Linked DNA regions of Gasterosteus aculeatus: region 1 is linked to region 2. The links are chromatin contacts, called in public Hi-C maps. All regions are on one chromosome and are shown on one strand. Each heading gives the region's core, a stretch centred on a gene start, on an enhancer-like site or on the middle of the called end of the contact. The rest is flanking DNA. Distances are from core to core; before and after follow the strand shown. Region 1 holds the start of cldni (claudin i). Region 2 holds the start of LOC120827381 (phosphoribosyl pyrophosphate synthase-associated protein 1).

The links. Hi-C and Micro-C count contacts between places; a contact is called where the count stands out from the background.
Region 1: a contact with region 2 is called in a Hi-C map of tail fin, with 4 times the contacts expected there. The contact joins the promoter of cldni here to the promoter of LOC120827381 in region 2. A contact is called at or near these places in 3 of 6 Hi-C or Micro-C datasets (skeletal muscle, tail fin and whole body).

What each region holds. Positions count from the first base shown.
Region 1 is chr11:14,881,723-14,888,427 of fGasAcu3.hap1.1, forward strand. It overlaps cldni (claudin i), which reads left to right and starts at 3,945. Exons shown (of 4, transcript XM_040192119.2): 1 at 3,945-3,986; 2 at 5,294-5,799. It overlaps ppp1caa (protein phosphatase 1, catalytic subunit, alpha isozyme a), which reads right to left and starts at 3,944. Exons shown (of 8, transcript XM_040192117.2): 1 at 3,680-3,944; 2 at 3,283-3,393. The coding sequence starts at 3,337.
Region 2 is chr11:14,636,773-14,643,347 of fGasAcu3.hap1.1, forward strand. LOC120827381 (phosphoribosyl pyrophosphate synthase-associated protein 1) reads right to left here and starts at 1,431. Exons shown (of 10, transcript XM_040190226.2): 1 at 799-1,431; 2 at 565-617; 3 at 262-328; 4 at 9-181. The coding sequence starts at 881. akt1s1 (AKT1 substrate 1 (proline-rich)) reads left to right here and starts at 2,645. Exons shown (of 7, transcript XM_040190227.2): 1 at 2,645-2,832; 2 at 3,313-3,404; 3 at 3,568-3,986; 4 at 4,078-4,333; 5 at 4,425-4,508; 6 at 4,606-4,781; 7 at 5,656-6,575. The coding sequence starts at 3,612. The coding sequence ends at 5,793.

The sequences.
Region 1 (6,705 bases), core at 2,695-5,194, 250 kb after region 2:
TGCAAAGATGTTGCAAACATGCATTTAGGACTACTTAATAGGTTTAGAAACAACAACAAGCAAGACCCCAAAAAAAGGCTTTTAAATCAAAAAATCCCCCAGCTTCTCACACTGATGCTATCTGCAAAATTCTGCATGTTTGTCACGTCCAAGTGCTGCGTTTTTTCACACATACCACACACTCGGAATGGAGCCAAACACAAATCATGAAGAAAAGCTGAGTAAGATTCATTTTGAGGACAACTCACTAAGAACAGAAATGTTGTTCTAGAAAAAGGGTACAAGTATGATGCAAATTATTTCAAGAGAAGAAAAAAAAAAAAAATCCCCCCCCTGAGAAAATAACCTAAACATGCAATTATAAAACCTTTAATGAAGTATTACTACAGCTCTCAATAGAGACCTAAATATTTCCACATAGACATGCCAGGCATACATAAGGCCATAACTGTGTCTACTTCTGACTTATGCAAGAATGCCCTTAGTGGAGTTTGGAATCTGGTTTGTTTGTATCACTGACAAAGTAAATCATACTCCCATTCCTACATGTGCACGTGTACGCCAAAGTAGATTACTGATGTCGAGTCTCATTCCCACCAAGCAAACGATCACAGTCAGACTGTTGAGGATGAATGGTAAAAACTTGCTTCCAAACATTCTTTCACCTTTAAATGTCGAACATTCACAGATAAAAAAAAGGTGATCAATAGCAACCACAGCTCTGATCAAACTACACTGGTTTCACAACATTAAGTTAAAGTACTTATGTTAAAGAAGTTAAGAGGCACAGGGGATAGTTGTTTAGTCAATACTTGGATTACTATTGATATACAACTGGAATTTTTTGTTAACCTGCTTCAGGTTGAGATTCTGATTCCAGTGTTATCTCAAACTTTTGAGGAATGTCAACTATTGGACCACAGAGCAGCAAACCATAAACAGGAATGTGTGTTACAGGGAGAGAACCTGACACACAATCACACACCAAATCACTGAACAGATCCAGTTCATAGAACGCTTGCAAAGCACCTGGGGAGGGAGGGTGAGAGCACAAATGGATGCAAAATGTTGTCACTAGCCCCAAAGTAGAAACTAAAAAGGAAAACTGCCTAAAGAGGGAAAAGTGGGTATAAATACGTCAGTACTGCTTGTCACTTTAAACCTGGATTACAGAAGGCTAAGCCCTGACAGAGCTTACGCCAAAGTTAGCCACACAGCCAGTAGGCAAACAATGGGCTTTCCACTACGCCGATGAGGGTGCAGCAAACAAAGAACCGGACCGGCACAACAGAAAAGCAACGAGGGAGGGAGGGGGGACGAGGGGAGGTGCTCGAAGCAACAGTTGGTTTGGTCCAACACTCCTGACTCAGTGCTGCTGGGTGACTGAGCTCATGTGACGTCACGCTCTCCCGACATGCCGTTAGCCACTAACACACACACCCTCCCAGAGTTCACCCGGACCTGCGCAAGTAATCCAATTGAAAGTGCTCATTATCCAAACACATTTAATTGGTTTGGTCTCAAAACAGTCGGCAAGCATGAGGGTTACCTTGTTGTCTCCACAGGAGACGGAGCTGTAGCGCAGTGAAAGTTAACAGTCTCTTGATGCAGCACCTGCAGCGAGGCAAGTGTTCTTCACTTTAAAGAGAGTGAACCTAGACAATAATAATAATAATAATAATAACCCGGCAAAGGGTTATTCTCAGCAATGGAACCTCAATTGCCGTTCTAAAGGTCATGAGTTACATAAGAGGATATAAATATGGCCATTATCAGTCTTGTTTGTATTCCCCTGCGTTCGGCAGACAACCTTATCGTGACCCGAGTAGAACGATCTATGTACAAAACACAGCAGACGGGCTGCACAGTCAAAGTCAAACTCCAACGCATGCTCGGGAAGATTCCAAAAATCACCTCAACCAGCCCAGTTTAAGCTCATGAATCAATGACTGCTCTATAAGTCGGTAAATAAACCGCTGCGTTAAAAAACGCATTACGAGTGTTGGGTCACGGAGACGTTTTTGCAACGGAGCAAGATGCACAAACAGCATACTTGATGAGACGTCCGTATACCAGCAGCGCCACAGGGGAAACACTGAAATGTAGGTGTGAGCCGGGTGCATCTGCAGCTCAAGGACAACTATGGAGGTCACAACCTCATTCGTGGTGCTCTTTAGACGAACTGAACGTTGGCTCTGAAGATTCAGGCTTTCGCTGCTCTTGCGCAATCTTCATGTCGAGGCAACGACAAAAACGGCCCCGTTTTCCCCTCAGACGCACACAAGCAACTTTGGCTTTTACAAAGCTTTCCCCACAGCAAACCATTACTCCTGCACGGTGGGAATAGAAGAAATGGTTCACGTCGGATTTGAAGAGGTACTACGTGTCTGCCTTAAAAAGGCCGTCGGTCTACAAAATGCTTCTGGCAAAACCGTGGGCACTTTTTCCTCAACTTGAAATGATTTTTTTTCCACGGCGAGCATGCAGGGTGAAGATGATGCAGGATGAACGATGAATGACGCAAGCAGTCTGTGTATTGCTGTAAAAGCAGCAAGGGAAGCGAAGGCTGCCGGTTTGCAGTTTCCCGCTGAGCATGTGCTAATCAAAGCATCAGTGTGTACACCTGCCCGACGAAAGGTTACAGCTACAAATTCTTATCAGACTGGAAAGGAAAAGCGAGAGCATTCATGTAACTGGGAAGTTCTGGTGGAAAAGGGGATATATTTAGGATGGAGGGGAAAAAAAAAAAAAAACGTGATTACAAGACTGTTTACACAGTAAGCTAGTGGCAAGGACTGTTTACATCTACAAGTAAAAAAAAATAGCCTGAATATTATGACCTGGAAAACAAATGACATCCTCTGTAGAAAATCGGCATTCGTTAATCAAAAACATAAAACGCGTGTAGGTGGACGTTTGTTTTGTGTTAAATGTGAGCGATGTTCTACTCTGACAGTCCGTAACGCCAACCATTCCGCATTTATTTAAAAAACACAGTAAGAAGCATGCATTTCTACCAACAAAAAAAAACGATCGCTATTCTTAAAACAGGTGCAAGCGGCGTTAGCTGGACGAGAGCAGGGCTGATGTGGCTCCAGCGCCTCATCCAAAGCCCGCCATCGAGCCGGAGAGCGCGGCTCCCTCCGGCAGGCGACTACGATGCACCGTATCCGCGTTCAGCTGAGCCGACGGACCTGCCGTTTAAAACACGTACAGCCCTCTCCCGTATGACATGTAAACCAAGGGAATTGCTGCGCAGTCGGGGGTTTAGGTTCTCCTCACCTTCCAACAGACGCTGAATTATAGAGTCGATGTTTAATTTGTCTGGTTCCGCCATTTTCTTTATTTTCTGACGTTCTCGGGCAGTCAAGACCTTGGTTTTCCGTGTTGCACCTTAGGTTTCAGGAACAGAGAGAACGAGACACATAATGAGCGATTCTTGTCTAATACGCTTCAAGTCACATTGATTATCCTTAGAAAATCATCGCACAACATAATCGGGCAATATTAGCGAACTAAAATAATGAATGAGTTTAAGCAACCTAGGGCTAGCCGAGCTAGCTGGGTAGCTACTAGCCAAGTAACGTAACGTTGAGCTAACACTACACATACGAAACCGAACGGCTAGTTAGCCGACGTTAGCTAAATTAACTTGCAAACAGATTAAATGTCTCCGTACCTTGTCTTTGGTTTGACGATAGTCTTTCTGGGGTGAATAAAATGTAATTGCTTTTTCTTCTGCGAGCTCAACCGTGGCCCCTTTCCTTCGATTCGTCCGGGTTCCTTCACTCGTCCCCCAGGAACTTTAAAAGAGGGCCGTGGCTAGTGAAGCGTCTACGGCTACGTAGGCTGTATCACAGCGAGCTCCTCACGCGTCTCCACAGAGCCGTATAAAACGACAGTCGCGTCAACGGAAGTTGGGGGGGGTTTGTCACGTGACTCACGCGGGTTAAGGATGGTTCCAGGAAGTAGTTGGCGGGCAAAGAGTGAGAACCGCGATTTTTTCTTAATAATTATCAATAAATCAACATATTTACTATTTTCACATCGAGAAACGGCATATGTAATTAGTTACATAACTAAATAGTTAGATACATTTTTATATGTCTAACTGTTTAATAGTCTATGTTAACAGTATTTGATTTTAGGCTAAAGACACAGTGTGTGAGCTGTAGTGGCACCTAGTGGTGAGTGGAGGGACTTGCAAAAAACGTCGGTTCACCTCCCACTTTATGGGTGTCCCTCGCCTGGGCATAAGTGTCTTCACGATATTATTAGGAGCTAATATCAATAATATCAGTACAATGTTCTTCATGACTGAACGATCCCTTTTAGTTGAGTTTAATTGACTGATATATCATTTCAAGGTAACTAAATCTTAACAGCAATATTTCGTACAACAGCAATGTAACTATAAAGTCAATAATATCTCGCTGAAAAAAAAATCGCATAAAATGAACAACATTCCTGCGTTAAGTATTTAAATGCTATATGCTCAGGAACAACGAGTTACTACCTAATGAATATACATATAAATATATACATATGATATGGGATTAGCTACAAGTCTCTTGTAAAACATATTACAGTTGATGTACAGCATACGCTAAAAGGCTTTTAATATCCACGCAACATTTGACAAATAGGTGAGTTGCCTGTGATCCTCTTCATCACTGAACACTCTTTCAAAATAAATTCTAAATTGGTCCTACAAACCAAAACTATGCATGCGTCATTTTGTCTGCGTGTTTCTAAATGTGTTGATAAAGGCTACACATTTCACAACATTCCTTTTTTCATTTCCTAATACAATGTCCTTCCCCTGAAGCTCCACTTATAACGTTGCGCAAAGCTCCTGAAGCCACTACGTCTCAGTTCCCTGAACTGGTCTGCCACAACTCGTGATCACAGTTTCGACAGAGGGAGGGGGGGCGGCTACGTGGAGGTGTGGTACCCATGGAGGTATGCGTTTGTTTGAGGGGAGCATGAAAAGAAAAAACTGCAGTCTTAGATGACAAAATGTTATTCTACGTCTTTCATAATAACCCCAATAACCTCTCTGTGTCCCTTCTAACCTTCCTCCTGGTCTGTTACCATCTCTTATGTTAGCGGGTGGACAAGGCAAGGCAAGTTTATTTGTATAGCGCTTTTCATACACATGGCAGACTCAAAGTGCTTCACATCATCAACAAGTATCTATCATCCAAATATTGATTTGAATATTTCTGGTGAGGGCCCCTGGGCCAACTCTATACTGACTTGACGTCACATGTTCTGTTTTGTTTTTGTGCAGGGATACTGGATAAGAAGGCAAATTGAGAATCCCCTGAAGCTCACGTGATTGGGGGAGGAGCTGACTCTCAGTGTGTTTTATAATTTAGTTGTTCTATTTTGTCATGAAGCCTAGATGCATAAACACATTTATGTTGTTCTCTTACGCAATTAAAACCTAAAACGGGCCGGTTGCCGACACTAACACAAGAAACTACTGATGCTGAAACATCATACGTTTTTTTTCTTGGTTTTACGTCAGTCACGTTGTGTGTGTTGAGGCCCTCACAAGGTTTGGGGTGGAAAAAGTGAGGGAAACATACGTACAAGACAAGTCCAGTCTGGTCCATATGTCCTTGCCTCGTCTTGGAGCATAACCCCACCCAACAACGCACATTCCCCTACAAATACCCAATCTTATCACACAGCCACAGTACATCACAAACCAACGTCTTCAAACTACATTTGGGCAGGAAGAAAGAAGAACTTCACCTCATTTTGAAAATTTCTGAGGACAGAGAATAAAAGGTAGGCTTCTTTTTCATCCTTATTTTTTTAGATTAACATTCAGAGCTTTTGAAAAGAGACGTTATTCTGAAAAGCTTGAAAAACACAAAGGATGAAAGGGTTGGTTGAATATCTTGATGTGGCATCAACGAAAATCTTGGTTGGAGGGAAAAAATAATAAATATAATTGTAAGAAAGAATCAGTTATTCTGGAGAGAAATTATCGTCAGGTGTATGAACGAATGTTCGATTTTGAAATGTTCAATCTGTTCTGATCATTAGTTACATGGGTTTGGTTGCATAGAAGGAAGATGTGTCTGTCATGGTCAAATCCTCTCCTTTGTTATTCCACTAGATTAATTAAGTCTTAGGATCATAACAGGTGTAATATTTTATTGAAATTTACAAATGAAATGCAACAAAATAATTCTTCTGTTTATTAGGTTTACTTTTTCCCCTTCCTATATCTTCGATACATGAATAAATATTAAATAAACATTAAACAGTTCAGAATTATAATTTGAGTTTATAATGTTAATATTTCATCTAGAATTGATGAAATACTTTCTGACTCTGGGTTAAAGGTCACTTTGCATGCAAAAAGTGTTGTTTTTGTCAGTTAACACGCGTGAGTGAATTCTCCGTCCAACGTAACTATGATTTTCATTTGAAGTTGAACCATAACAAAACCTTTTCCAAAAGACAAGATTTAAGGGAGTGGCACGGCCCGTGGTGGGTGCAGACGTGTCATGGCATGAATTTGTGTATAAATATACAGCCCTGCAGCCACTAAATCCTGTGAAGGCCCGCAGCGATCAGGTGTTTGTCTGAGCGTGTGTTCAGCTATGTGCTCATAAAAAATTCAATACATCCCCGGTAACACCACAGTAAAATGAATAAATTAGTCTTTCCTGTTAAATCGCCAGA
Region 2 (6,575 bases), core at 181-2,680:
CCCCGTACCTGCTTTCGCCAGCATCGAAGCCAACAACTTGCTCACTATTGAGCCCCTCTTCCTCATCTTGCACTGTTTGCTGTACGGGAAGTAAGGAATGACTCCAATGATGTTCTTTGCACAAGACGTCTTGAGCGCGTAGGCCATGACCAGCAGCTCCATGATCGCCGTGTTGACATCCCTGGTAAAGTTGGGGGGGGGCAGACATTTAGACTTTATAGTGATACAAGATCCTTGCCAGAAGGTCTCACTGAAGCTCACCTGGGTATGGTCTGGATGATGAAGATCGTTTGTCCTCGGACGGATTCTTTCACATCCACTCTGGTTTCTATTGTGATGGAAAGAATTCGGTCACGCTGGGGGGGGGGGGCTCAGCTCTTCTGGTGGTCCGCGTGGCAGCTGGCCGTTCAGTTAATTACTCAAAATCAAAACCAGTTAACGGTTTTACTTACTTTTTACCAGCTAAGTGACTCGATAGAAGAATTAAGATAGGTCTACTTTCCCGCTTTGCGTTACGCGCCGTACACTACGCGCATCCACAGCGGGTTGAAGCGCTCCACTCACCCCGGTTTGACTCCTGGAAGACCACCGACTTCCCCAGTTCGACTCCCAGCCGCCTGTGAAGGGAGCGCACATGTAACGCACCCGATCGGGACATTTAATGATTCATTCGTTCGTGTAATGAATCATTAAAGAAGAGCTGCATCTTTGTGGTTGAAATTCACTTGTTTTAAGTCGCTTTGGATAAAAGAGTCAACTAAATTACACGTAACGTAAAAAAGACTCAGCTGTGCTTACTCTGTTATCTTCTTGGCCAACTCCGTGCACGCTACAGAGGAGTTTGCGGAAAAGACGCGATATCCACTTTTAGCGATATTCATTCTTGCACCTGTGGTGGTTTACGCCGCAGACACCCGCAGCCTCGGCACCTTAAATCGATCCGCCAGCACGTTTGTTTCCCACTTTCTTCTTATGGCGCTGCCGTAAGCTAACTAGCCAGTAAGCTAGCTAGCTAGCTCGCTGGCTAGCTCTCTGATTTAGCAGTCAACTAGCCGCTGGGCGAGATAACCACACAAAATACCCTCAGGTGTGTGTGTGTGACGTAGACTAAGCCACCGCACAGCTACAAAGGCCTTTTCAATTGCGGTCCTACTTCCTCCAATTTGTCCAGATGTTTGCGGACAAACGGCTGATAACCGTTGGTAATGTAGCACCAGAGGCGTCCAATGAGGCGCTCGTCTTCTTCTGCTTATTTAATTCAGCTGCAGTCTTCAAACGTTTACGGTGCACGGCGCCACCTACCGCCCCGGGGAGTGTGGTTTCTAGAAAGTTCAGGAATAAAAATAAAGATGATTATTCTTGCTTCTATTAATAATATTAATAGTAAAAAGGGAGGCATGGGGCTTTCCGCTTCAATTTCTGTTTGCAACCAAAGTAGTGACCCTTTGGTGACTTTTAGAAACAATGCATTTTCACATGGTCTTTACTTTTACTTTTCAGAACTGGAGGTAGCAGCCTTGTTGTTTGGTCCTAATTCAAAGTATTAGACAGATTAAACCTTCGACCTCACAAGGACATTAGATGGAAACGTTATTAGGATTCATATCTGTTAGATTCATATCTGTTAGAAAAAACAGATGATGTATAATCCTGCAATCTGCAATCCAAACACTGGATGCCACTAAAACGTCACACAGGAAGGAAGGCAGGTAGCTGTAAGCATAGTCCGACAGGTACTTCCTGGACAACGGAACAATCGGAAGTCATGAATCTCATAATTCGATATTTAAGAAGTTTGAACTTCCGCTGACGCAACCCTCTCTTTAAACTGCTCTGGATGGGCCAAGTGGAGGTTTAGGTGGGGTTTACACGTGCACGAGAACGAGGCGAGCACGAGCCCGCCCACAAGGCTCGGTTACGTGAGCAACGTGCGTTGGATTGGATGTCGGCAAACAGGTGACGCAAGAGCTGCATGAAGTTAGTCAGCCAAGTAAACAAAACCGGATAGGACTTTATTAGCCTTCAAATAAAATAAATAAAGACGAGCACGTGATGCATTCAGTATACTTTACGTTCAATTGCGTCCACATGTTTAAATGTATTAAAAAAGGGCATTGAACACAAAATAAATAAATATACATTCACAGATTATGTTGAATGTGATCCGGTCTATAATATTGATTAAGTGAACATTTTTACAGATCCCTAAAATGTTCTATACTTTATTTCGTTGTTAGAAGGAAACATGTACTGTAAATCAATTTTTTGTAAATCTAAACATGTTAAAAAAATAACAGGATTGATTGCGTAGACATTTTCTTGTTCAGCTAAAATTGTGAACCACTGACCAGCTGGGCTCTGACTAATTTACACTCATCTAGATTATCACTGTCACTACCTGTACTAAACTATTTATTTATCTTTATTTCCTAGCATTTTTGCCATTTATTGAACTACATGTAGTTATTTTCCTGGAAGCTTTTCTGGAAAAAAAAGATCATACATTAAAGACCCATTGCATAATACCGTTGTGTGTACCTTGTGGAAACAGAAGAAACCACATTTGACTGTCCTTTATGAAAAATAAAAAACAAACATGAACCGATATACATTCCATTGACTTTCTTTACGTAGCGCTGCGCGGGTGACACGACCTTTATTTTGAAAGTCTCCGCCGGAACGGCCGCTTCGCGTTGCTGCAGGCTTGCTGCTTGTGGAGAGCCTGGCTGGGGGAGAGAACCGTGGGAGAATGTGGAATACCTCTGACAAAAAAAACAAGTAAAGTTTATGATTGATAAACATCGGGCGGCGTGGACGCAAGACACCGAACAGGTAGGCGAGCGGCTCACCTCGCTTCCGTCATTTGTTCTTTTTTTGCCGGTCTCGGCTCCTGTTAAACGCCGAAAAATGGAGGTGAAAATGTGGTCCCAGTCATGAGGAGGCTGCACACAACACTGAATAAACAACGGGAGCAGCAGCAGCAGCAACAACAGCGACAACAACAACAGCTGCAGGCAGCGACGGCGACCGTGCAGGACGAGTCCGCGGCATGCGGAGCAAACGGAGACAGGAAGCGATGCGGGGACACGTCCAGAGGACAGACCCGCCGTGCGGCTGCAGCACTTAGCTCGGATCGCCCTAAAGAGGGACAATGCGACACAGTAGTTTGAGCAGGGCTAAAGGTTCAACGTCTCAAATCACGGGTTCTTATCTTACATAAGGAGCTAAATCACTTCTAATGATGCGTATCACGGTGTGAAACGGCACATGGGACATGTTCGTCAACACTTTGTTCTTTTATTTTTTTTGCAGGTATCACCAGCAGCTTGGCAACATCTCTTCTCTCCCCTGGCTCGTGTGAGGACGGATAGTCACATCTGTAGTCGCCCGGTGCCTCCTTCCTGGTAGATCATTCGTTTTTCCCTTCACAAAACTAACACCGGCAGCGCAGGAGAAAGACGACTTCCGCTTGAGTTCAGCGGCCCACAAATCCGACCTTATCCGAGCTTCTGATAAGCTTCTAAACCTTCCAACGTCTTCATCGGCATTACTCGCTCCTCTCATCAGGTCGTTACCGTTTCAAACATCTGTAAAGACTCCTCCGCACCGCCATGGCCTCCGTCACCCAGTCCTCCGAGCCGGAGATCCCAGACAACCACAGAGAGAGCTGGCTGGCGCTGCTCTCCGCCGCCGAATCGTACTGCCAGAAGTCGGGCAGCGATCTGGCCATACTCACGGCGTGCAAGAAGTCCCGTCCCCCGGCCGGAGGCGGGACCAGGAGATGGGAGGGCAGCGGCGTCTTCCCGAAGGAGTGCGATTTCTCCTACAGCGCGTGGGGTCAGGGCTTTCTGGCCGAGTCCGCGCGCCGCTACATGGACGACATCGGCGTGTTGCACTCCACGACCATGCTGACGGCCCAGAAGCACACGCGCCAGGCCGGGACCAAACTGGTGGTCGACCTGACCTCTGACCCCGGGACCAGAGGGGTGAGTGACCTGCCCGTGCTGCATGCTTCCCCGCGACATTTCCCCAGCGCGAGAAGTTCCCGTTCATTTCATTTTTGCCTTGTTGTTCCAGAGCTTCACGGGCGACGGCGTGGTGGGCGGAGTCAGTCCCAATGACAGGCTGTACTCCCAAAGCTACCCGTCAATCTACAGCTCGGCCGCTGCGACGGGGCCGGGCGGCGGGCAGAACTCCGAGGCGGAGCGGGAGAAGTGCGTCCGGGAGGCCGAGGAGAGCAGACAGAGGTCCGGCATCGCCGACCTGGAAGAGGAGGACGAGGACGAAGAGGAGGACATGGACGAGAGGAGGCCTTACGGGAACGAAAGTGCCGGTGAGGAGCCGCCCGGTCGATCCGCGCGCGCGTCACAGTGCCACGCCAGTGCGTACGTTTCTGACGGGCTTTTCTCGCCGCTTTGCTCCAGGTGTCTTCTCCATGGACGAGGACTCTCTGTCTCGGGACTGCGAGCCGTTCTTTGAGTCCGACGGGGAGGAGGAGAGCACCGACGGTAGGGGGGCAGGGGGCAGGGGGGGGGTGAAGGCAGTCGCACGTTAGATCCACACCAGTGCACCAAACCCAATGCTCTTTTCCCACCTGCCTGCCAGGCTCCATGAGCGAGGACGCCCCGCCGCCGCCGCCGCGCGGCATGGCCATGGGCCAGGCCTCGCTGGCGTCCCGCCACGCCCACTCCTTGGCCATGGCGCGCTCCCTGCCCGTGTCGGTGCCCGTGTGGGGCTGCGGAGGAACCAGAGGTCAAGGGGAGAACAACAGCGGGGAGCGGGTGAGCGCGCACGCCGAGGAGGTTAAAATGCTGGGCGGGTCAGCGGGTCGGCCGGCCGTCTTTGGGCTCAACTTCCTTTCTTTGAATGGGGGAGGGAGGAGGGGGGGGGGTGGAGGTGGATCACCATGGTAACCTGTTCAGCTTTGGAAGTTAACTTAACAGAAGTTATCACATTACATGTCATTTAGCGGACGCTTTTATCCAAAGCGACGTACAATAAGTGCATTCAACCATAGGGTACAAACTCAGCGTCACAACATCACGTAAGAATGCAAAGTATACAGTCAGGGCTGTAAGTATTTGGACTCTGACACCATTTTTCTTTACGTAGCTCCGAAAGATTGGAACTGAAGCCGTCAATATTTGGTTGAAATTTAGACTTTCAGCTTCAATTCAATAGATACAACGAAAACCGAATTACAGGCTTTTTTTCCAAAGTCGTCCCATATTTTACGAGGCTCGGAAGTAATTGGACCGTTGTTTGCCGATGGACCAGCTTCCAATCCTCCTCAGGTAAAGGAAATATAAAGGGAAAGAGTTGGGGATTAAGCAAGCTGTTTATGTTTTATTTCTCACGCTGTTAGTGGACCAAGGCGGACGCTATTCAGTCCTCCGTATCCTGATGCGCCAACTAATGACCGCAACCCCTGCATTAGTCCGTGTGACCATAACGGTGTGCGTAACAATTGCGCAAGGTTATGACAGGCCGATATTTTCCACAAGCAGTCAGCGTAACGACCGCTGACACAAGATTCGGTCGAGATTTGGTCCTTTTTTAACCGCCTGGTATGTGAAAGCCTGCACGCTACGACCACACGCCAGCGGTGGCGTCCCCTCCTGATCCACGTTAACCTGCAGCGTGTTCCTCCTTCAGATGGGCGTTGCGGACCTGGACCACATCGCCGCCAGCATGAAGGCCCTGTTGGCCCCCCGAGCCACGGACGGGACCGAGATGTTCGGGGCCCTGCCTCGGCCCCGCCTCAACACGGGGGACTTCTCCCTCAAGCACTGAGCGAGCAGGGGGGGGGGGGCAGTGGAGGGCAGGAGGAAGGGATAGAGGGGCGAGGTGAAGGTCGTCCTGACCAAGGAGAGGTTGGGATGTGAAACAGCGTTAACGCTTAGCGGCTCCGTTTATTTCCCTCGAAGCGAAATGTACACGCACTTGCTTTTGAGGGAAAAGAAACGTTGTGAACACTATTACCATTTTCCACATGACACCACCCGTCACTACACACGCCACAGTACACAACACTACATCCGGATTGGCCGCCAGGACGTGTGTGTGTAGCGCCTCACGTTACGGAGCATCAAGGGCACTAAAACGGTGGATCTGAAACTTGAATCGGCTCAAAGAAACGGTTTTAACATCGCTATTTTTTTTTTTTTTTTTTTTGCGAGAAGTTTGGAGCTGCACTTGGGAGATGCTTAGCTTAGCTTATTTTATCTTAGCTTAGCATGGATTGGGAGCAAAGGGAAACACCTAGCCGGGATTCTATGATGTTGAAAACACCTCTAAAAAAATCACATTAAATTATTCTTTTGGCACACACGTTTAAAAGTGTTGGTTCAGAGAGAGCCAGACTAGCGGTTAGCCTGGCTTCCGGTCCTTATGCTAAGCTAAGCATCTGCCTGCAGTTTTAGCATTAGCACAGGAGCCGGTGATCCGTCGGGGTCACATGGGCGTCTCGCCTGCCTGCTGCTATAGTTCACTGAGGAAATTTACAGGCTGTTTATTTATATTTTACACCCCCCACAAAAATACAACATATTCCTTAATATGAACCAAAGGAGTTG